Linked DNA regions of Cricetulus griseus: region 1 is linked to region 2. Evidence: chromatin contacts called from public Micro-C data. All regions are on one chromosome and are shown on one strand. The core of a region is the stretch at or near the end of the contact, and the rest is flanking DNA. Distances in the headings are between cores, read along the strand shown.

Region 1 (4,370 bases), core at 1,496-3,995, 300 kb after region 2:
TTTCCACCGTACACACTGTAGAGTTTTTAAACACCCATCGTGTCCCCTTTCCCACATCGCCCTGCCCCCACCTACCACCATCTTTCCTGCAGAATGTCCCCTCAGCAGCTCCTAATCGCTGCTGGAAAAACCACTGTTTCCGCAGCAGACCCAGCACTTTCCACTGACCAGCACTTTCTTTTTTCCACTTCACAAAGCCCAGTGAACTTGTCCCCAGTCAGGCTTCCATCTCCCTTCCATGCCAAGCCAACTTGGCACCAGTACCCTTCAGCATCCTAGGAGTTTCTTAACTAGTCCTCTAAGACAAAGTCGGAAGCACGGAGCACACACACCACCCTTTGTCCAAGGTAGTGCTAACCTGAGAGGCACCTCAAACAAAAAAGAAAAACAAGGGCACAGTATTGGCTGATCTTTCTGGAGGCGTTAGCTGGGGAAACCTACAATGCACTGTCAGTCTAAGACAGACACATCTTCCCATCTTCCTTGTACATGTCCTTAAGCATCTTTTGTCACCCGGCGTCTCTTCTTACAGCTCACCTTCTAATCTAAATATCATGCTCCTGTTCTTTATTGACACTCGCTAAATAACTGGGGGAAACACTCCGTGCCCCCCCCCGCCCGCCCCCACTGACGGTCCTCAGAGCCAGCTGAAATAGATGAACCTGATTTAAGTACCAAGAAGGTCAGAACTCCTGGATTTAGGAACGTGGCATCCTGTCAACCATTGCTCAACCACCTTCCCACCCGGCTCCTCCAAACCCCAGAAGTTCGCCAGCAGGTCTCTGCTGGGGGACAGTGAGCTCGACAACGTGTGCGCAAGGATGTGTGTTGGTGACAGAAACACAGGCAGCTAGGACCGGCTCAGCTCAGCACACCAAGGGGTTAGGGATGGGTGGAGAGGTAAGCGCATATGATTGTTTCAGAAAACATTTTAAACAACACAGAGACAAAAATAAATTAAGAAAATAAGAAAAAAATTAAAATTCAACTCAAAGCCCACACCAACGCAGCCCCTGCGTCTCCGCCGCCGCAACACGATTTACACAAGTAATTTAAATCATTCACCTGCTGCCAGGTCTCCTCCAGGGATGGCAAAGCTGAGAAGTAGCCGGTGTCGTGGACAAGTTGTAGCTCCTGGAATATACTATAACTAGCCAACACGTCCATGCTGCTGCTGCCGGGCAAAACCGGAGGAGAAACCCTCCCCCGAGCTCAGCTGGGTCTGTTTGTTTGTCAGTCTGTCTGGCTCACCCCCCAAGAAGGCAGACATCCAGTGGCCCTTTTGTTTTGTTTTGTTTCAGTCAACTAAAAAAAGGAGAGAGAGAAAAAAATCAATGCAGGAGAGAGGGAGAGAGGAGGCGAGAGAGGAGCGAGTGAGCGGGGTGGATGGAGAGAGGGATCCAGCGTGTACAGTGCAGATGACTGCCAGGAAAAGGGGACTTCACGGGAGTAACAATTCCCTTCCAGGGCTCTAATCACTCCAGCTCGTGGATCAGGAAGGGGGACGCACACTCACTGACACGAAGCTGCCATCTATATCTGCAGCGCTGTTCGCTCCTAATGCAATCTTTGCTCTTTATTTTGGGAGGTTGCATTTTTTTCTCGCGATCGCTTCTCTCCCCCCCACCCCTTCCCTTCCCTCCCCACCCCAACCCCATCCTCGCTAGTTTGTAGTCCCCCCCACACACTTGTCTCCTCCTCCTGCTCTTCCCCCTCCCCAAACTCCCTCCCTCCTCCCGGCTCTGCGCGCAGCCGTGGGATCTCGGAGGAGGGCGTCCATTAGGCCGCGTGTGACCATGTAAGGTAAACAGGGGGCTCATGAAGTCACTGAGGACCAATGCGGCACTCGGAGCGAGCCCTGGGGCGGGGCCCAGCCCCGACGGCGGCCTCCGATTGGCGCTGTAAGGATCTCCCTGCTGCCTTACAAGGCGGTGCAAAGCAAGCTATTTTTAGAGGGCTATATAAGGGGGCTGAGGCGGCCGCCGAGCAGCCGGGGAGCTCGAGCGCGCCGGGGAGGGCCGCTGCGACACTAGCGCTGGCTCCCGGGACGCCGGGGCAACCGGTCTCGGCTGCGCTCTGGCCTCCGACCCTCGCTGACGGACTCTCCCGAGCCGTTGGTGTCCGGACCCCGTGCGGATCCGAGAAACGGGTCGCCGCGGCGGCCGATCGGGAGATGCGATCCCCGGTGCTGGGTTGGGATGCCTCCTGCGGGAGCAGCCGGTTGAGCGGCGGCGCATCCGTCTGGGGCAAGTGGCTCTTTGCACACTCGGTCTCCACGCCAAGCATGGGGAAGAGGGCTGCGAGGGAGAGGCCAAGCTCAGGGCAGCATCACATACCCAAAAGTAAACCTCAAAAGCCCCTTCCGAATTCCCCACAGGGTGCAGAAGTGAAGCGCCAGAGGAGGAAGTGCCTCACAATGGCAGAGAACAAAGGCGAGCTGCACAGATACGCGGCCTGCGCCCGCCCCCGACGCTGCACGTTATCCCCGCCCCGGCCCGCGCGCCTCCGTGCGCGCCGCCGATCGCCTACCCCCCCCCCCCTCCGGTTCATCTGACCCGAACCCTAGCCCTGGCTCCGGGACTGGTGCCCGACATCCTTGAGTGTGCGGAAAAGAGAATAGATGGAGCCTGAGTGGAATTAGGGTGCACACTGGAGCGGGCAGCTAGCTAGCCGGTCCTTACACGAGGTTTATCCAGTAGCTTCCTGGGGTCGGGCAGACAGAGCTGGGATGGTGCAGGGCTCTAGAGATGTAGAGATTCTGCAAAGTCGGAGATGGAAACCTGCGCAGTGCACGTGGTTAAGAGTTGCCCAATTGCTTGACCTTAAATGGCTAGTGTGGCACAAGCTTCTCCAAAATACACCGAAAGCTGGACTACTTTCGGAATGACTGCAGAATTCGGCCCTTAGAGACAAGAAACTTCCTTGTACCTTCAGTGGTACAAGGAAGAAGACACGATTTTACTAACTCCATACCTTTCCCGTGGTTGATAACAATGTTCCCCATTCTCCAAAGAAAATTAAACAAATTACAAAGATGGAAGAAAAGCTGATTTATTTACTCTTCAGTGCCAGAGGCTCTGTTGGTCAAAGTAACAAAGTTAATTGTATAATTGATGTCTTGCTTGCAAGAACGCTACTACTGATGGGCTGCATGACTTAAGCAAATGGCAGAGTCAGGCTTCTGCCTACCCATCATGGGAACAAGAATGCAAATCTCTGCCTTTATTTGTCAAAAGAGACAAAATACTGTTTACAATTCACCTAGTATAGTATGGCACTATTAGAGGTACTAAATGTTAGCTGTCACTGTCTCCAGACTTTAAGCAAGGAAATTAAATAGTATCTGAACTAATAGGCTTCCTAGGGAACAGACCAGGGTCTTGGAAAAGAAAGCAAGGTAGCAAGCCCTTTCATTAATTTGTTAGGCGCTCTCACCCCAACACTATCTTATGATAGGGTTTGGGCAGAAATCCATTTAGAGAGCCTAGTGCCAAAGATGTATTAGTGAGTAGTAAGCGAAGAAAAAGAACTTGGATACAGGAGGCAAACATCAAGGCAAGATCACATAATTTGCTGTTTAAGGCCCAAGGGAATTTAATTTTTGTATTTTTACTATTACTGCTTTTGTTTGGTTGGTTTGGTTTGAGACAGGGTTTCTCTGTGTAGTCATGGCTGTCCTGGAACTCACTTTGTAGAGCAGGCTGGCCTCAAACTCACAGATCTGCCTGCCTCTGCCTCCTGAGTGCTCCACCACACCTAGCTTATTACCATCTTTGAACAAAATATATGTTAACTTTTGAAGGTTTTGTAAACAGTTATCACACATTATACTCTATGTACAGAATGTCTGTGTCTTTTAACCCTCAGGACAACTCCAACATAAGGATTCTCATTATTCTAACTTAATGGATGAAGGTCTCCTGGCTTAGTATATAAATTGACCATGGTCAGATAGGCAGGAAGTGACCTGGCAGAGCTTCAAGTCTGTGAGTGCTGGACTTAAAAGATTTCTGTATGAGGCTTTGCTTGGCAAAACATTGGGTTTCTTGGTTTTAAGTTAAGGTATGTTTATAAAAATTGCTCTAGCGGGTTGGAGGACTGCCATTGAAGCTTTCTCCATGTAACTTTTAGGCACCCGACCTACAAAAAAATGTTCAACGAAGTTTTACAAAGTAAATCTTACAAATAACATTTTGAGTTCTTTTTCAAAATATTATAGAGCATTCAAGAATTTGTTCTAAGAGATGTATGCAACAATGTAGTCCAAAAGGTATGCTGTCAACATTCATCATACTTAGAAACTTTGCTTTTTTTCATTTTAATTAAATTCACTCCCCTTTCCTCCCTTCAACTCCTCCCATGCCCTGCCT
Region 2 (4,197 bases), core at 94-2,593:
TTTGTTAAATTTATACCCATGTGTTTCATTCTGGGGTTATTAATGATAAAAGTAACTTTAAAAGATTTTTGCATAATTATTCATTCATTAATTGTTCACATGTAGGAAGACATTAGCTTTCCTGTGTTAATTTTGTGCTCATTTGGGAGATGGGGTATGGGTTACTTTGGGACTGAATGTGGGATTTTGTGCAAGCCACACAACCACTTTACCAGTGAGCAAAATCCCTGGTCCTCTATTTACACTTTATTTTTAGGCAGAGTCTCACTAAGGCACCCCAGGCTGGCCTTGAACTCACCCTGTAACCCAGGCAGATCTTGACCTTGCCATTCTCTTGCCTCTTCCTATCATTGCCTATCAAGTAGCCAGAGTTCCAGACTTGCACCACCAGACCCAGCAGTTTCTTTGATATTTTCTATATAGCTGCTTATCAATGAACAAGGATAATTTTATTTGTTCTTTCCCAATCACTGTACTTTTTATTTCTTTTTCTTGTCTTAGGGCTCATATGTTGTGAGAAGCTGTGATGACAGGACAGGGCTCACGTTTGCCTCATTTCTTATCTTAGCAGGAATGCTTCTAGCTGGTTAGAAACCTAACATCTGTAGGGCCACTCCTCTTACCAGGTAGCATAGCATTTGCTTGGCTTCTGAGGGTGAGGGGATCTTTGGGGATGAAGGAAGAGGTCTGTACTCTGTTACCATTCACAATAACTACTAAGGAGCAATACTGAGACATTCCAACATCCACATTTGCTGTAGTATTAGCAATAGTATACTTACTCCGCCAAAGAATGGCTCCAACAGAATATAGAAGAGAGAAGGCTGGCTGCATCACGTGTTCTTCTGTCTGCCTAGCTCTTTTGCTGCCTTTCTGAGGTATTTGGGCCTGTGGTTGCCACTCATATCTGGCTCTTTTCCATCAGATAGAGGTCCACTTCCTAAGGCTTTTGCTTTTAATATGTTTTCAACTGCAAGAAACATTATTTTATTGGCATAACTTTTAAAATCTGCTTGGGCAAAGTGGACTAATTCTTAAAGCCCATTGTGTGAGCCTGGAGGTGACAATAGGGCTTCACACTATTCTTCAAAGGGATAATGTTTTCATACAACAAGGTAATGTTAGCCCTCTCGACCCTGCACATATAGGCAGTGAGGGGCTTGCCTACTCTCTAGTTCCCTAAACACAGAATTAAAGAGGATATTCTTTTGCTTGGGTGTCAATTAGTAAGAAGGAAAGCATTCTGACCATTTCCACCCTGGAGACTGTGGCCAAGGAAGACCACAGCATCTGCTCTCTGGAAGTCTCATCTACTTGCCGCAGTTGAGGTGTGGCTCTGGGTAATGTCAGGCAGATGGCCAAGAGGACATGCCTTCCCCGTCTCTTCCCTTATGAGTCACTAGATTCTCCCTGCTCTTTCCCCTTCTCATTAACACTTGTTTACTTTTACTGTTTTTGTTTTGTTCTATGTTTTTCGTTTTTCCTAATAATTTGTTCTAACTCTCACTACTCTCATTTTTTCTGGGCCTTTTTGCACTCCTCTGATTTAATCAATATGTTTTGCTAAAAGAATTTAATACTGATTCTTCTCTGAGAACAAATGCTCTTCCAAGATAATTGTTTTCCAACTTGATCTGCCTGAGGAGAGTGTGGATGAATCCCTCCTCAGATGCATTAGCAAAGAGCAATGAGCATGACCTGAAGAATGAGAGGTAACGGCACTCATGATGAGTAAATGGCCAGATAGCCACTTACTTGTATTTCTCCTGCTATTTCCATCTAGGGTTTTTAAGCCAGTCACTTGCTAATGTGTGGATTTCTCACCTCAGAGAAGGAAGGGACTGTGAATCCATGATTTTGATGTGAAGGAAGGAGAAATCCATGATTTTGTTGGTTTCCATTTTACCCACATTGACATCTTTTGAAGATAGAAGCTGTCCTTGCAGTTGCATCAAAGAAGACAAATGTTGTTGTTTACTGACAGTAAGAGAAGTGGGAAGAGGAAAGCTCCTACACAGCTGGGGTTGTCCTTTGGACTAAAGAGCAGTCAATGCCAGAGCAGTTTAGTAAATGATACTATTTATAAAATAATGGCTTTACTGTTGAGTTAAAAGATGGACAGCAGGAGGCTGGAGAGATGGCTCAGTGGTTAAGAGCACTAGCTGCTTTCCCAGGTGTCTTGGGTTCGATTCCCAGCAACCACATGGTGGCTCACAACCATCTATAATGGGATCTGATGCCCTCTTCTGGCATGAAGGCATACATGCAAGTAAAGCACTTACATGCCTAAAATAGATACATGCATAAGTAAAAGATGAATGGCAGGCTCTTTACCTCTCCTTTTCAGCCCTTTAAAGTATTTCCAGTCCTTCAGACACACAACTAGAATCCACTGAAATTCCCCCTTTTCCGTCTTAATGCTCATCTCCCCATAGTCTCGGTTCCCAGAGGAATGGACTCAGTCAGCATCAATGAGGATGAGATTAGACCAAGGGTTTTCAGTGGCTAAGCTGTTGCCTCTGCAGTCAGACTAACTTAAGGTTGTGTCCTGATGCTGCATCACTAGCTGTGTGGGCAAGTTTCTTAACTAGCATGAACACAAGCAGCATCCAGCTTCAGACACGTTGGGGAGTGAAGGGTGATATCATCAATAATAATGGCAGAAAAATCGAAAATAATTATAGCAGGGTGACAGGTACAGATAAAAGTGACTGTGGTCAAATCAGGATGCCTCGCCCCAAACTCTCAGCAAGATGGACCCTTTCCTCTGAAAGGCATGTGGGGCAATTATGAAGATCTGAAAAATTGCCACCTGTGATAATGAACAGGGGATGCTTAGCACAGAGCCTGGTGACACTAAAAGTCAGGGGGTGTTAGTTATTATTGTAAGTACATACCCACTCTTCATATCCCTCAGGGCAATCTGGGATGTTGAATAGTGCCAACAGCTAATAGCTACTGCTTGATTATTTTGCAGAACCTACCAAAATAGTCTTGTATTTATTTCCTTTAGAAATAATATACTGGAGTTGTGTAGCAACTCCATGCTTCCACCTAGGAGTGCGTGTGTGTGGGAGTGCGGACATGCGTGTTCATACACATACATGTACATACCTGTAGAGAAGAGAAGTTGACATCACATGTCTTCTTTGGTTGTTCTCTACTTTGGTTTTTGAGCAGGATCCTCAATGGCCAACCCCAGAGCTTTCCATCTGGCTAGACTCTTTGGCCAGCAAGCATCAAGTTCTGTTTGTTTCTACCTCTCCAGGGCTGGGATTATAGCCATGCTGCTATACCCTGCTTTTTATGGGAGTGCTGGGGATCTGAACTCAGTCTTCATGCTTACACAGCAGGCACTTTACCAACTGACTTATCTTTCCAGATCCAAGATTGACTTTTTCTAAAGTCTCTCTCACTACAAAACAAAACTCTCCTTCAGTTCACAGTAAAGGAGTATGGAGAATGCTTCGACACTTCTCTGGTTCAGTTTACATCTGTCTGCTGCAATCTAGTCACCAGCCCAGTTTCCTGAAGAAAGGTGGCCTTTAAAATTCCAGAGAAACTGGCATGACCATTTCAGAGGTCTGCTATGTGTCAGGAGGCTCTTAATGTTTCCCGGGCAATAAAGAATCTGCATTTAGATAAGGACACTTCTGTCTCCTAGCTTTGTGTAGGAAAGAAACAAGAACTGTACATATTAGAATGGCCTCAAGACAGTGGTGATGATCATGCTTCTTCATTTCCCAAAAAGTTTTTGGTGACTAAAGAAGGATCAACTTGGAAAGCACTTTATGATTTGAGAAGGATCCAAAAAAACTCTTCCAGAGAGCGGCTCCGTGGATCAAGCTAATTTGTGTGTGTGTGTGTGTGTGTGTGTGTGTGTGTGTGTGTGTGTGTGTGTGTGTGTGTGTGTGTTTTCCGGATTTTACAAGATACTGGATCTTATCTTGTGGAAACCTATGGACAAGTTTTTCTTGCTGGCATCATCAAGATGGTAGACAGTTGAATTATTAATGAAATTGTCTAGGCTAAAAGCTCCATAAACTAGCTTCATCAATTCATCCAATCACCTGTCCATCCATTGATCCATGCATCGGTTACAAGCTTAGCCAAGCTTTTGCTTACTATCAATTCCTTGACCAAGCAAGTCTCATGTCAGAGTTCAGAGTCCCTGAAGTTATGTATCAAAGAGTTCAA

The links. A called contact is a pair of places that touch in the nucleus more often than the background predicts.
Region 1: a contact with region 2 is called in a Micro-C map of the CHO-K1 cell line, with 2.7 times the contacts expected there. The contact joins the promoter of Klf7 here to the enhancer-like site in region 2. A contact is called at or near these places in 2 of 8 Hi-C or Micro-C datasets (the CHO-K1 cell line and fibroblasts).

The regions. Positions count from the first base shown.
Region 1 is chr2:418,181,267-418,185,636 of CriGri-PICRH-1.0, forward strand. Klf7 (Krueppel-like factor 7) reads right to left here and starts at 2,746. Exons shown (of 5, transcript XM_027397088.2): 1 at 2,682-2,746; 2 at 1,066-1,305. The coding sequence starts at 1,167.
Region 2 is chr2:417,882,003-417,886,199 of CriGri-PICRH-1.0, forward strand. No RefSeq gene overlaps it. Among named protein-coding and RNA genes, the nearest start is that of Fastkd2, 43 kb to the left of the region's middle. Within about 2 kb of position 1,344, at least 2 of the 6 cell types and tissues checked have open chromatin away from gene starts, as enhancers often do. A contact at or near this core is called in the CHO-K1 cell line and fibroblasts, where this site is marked.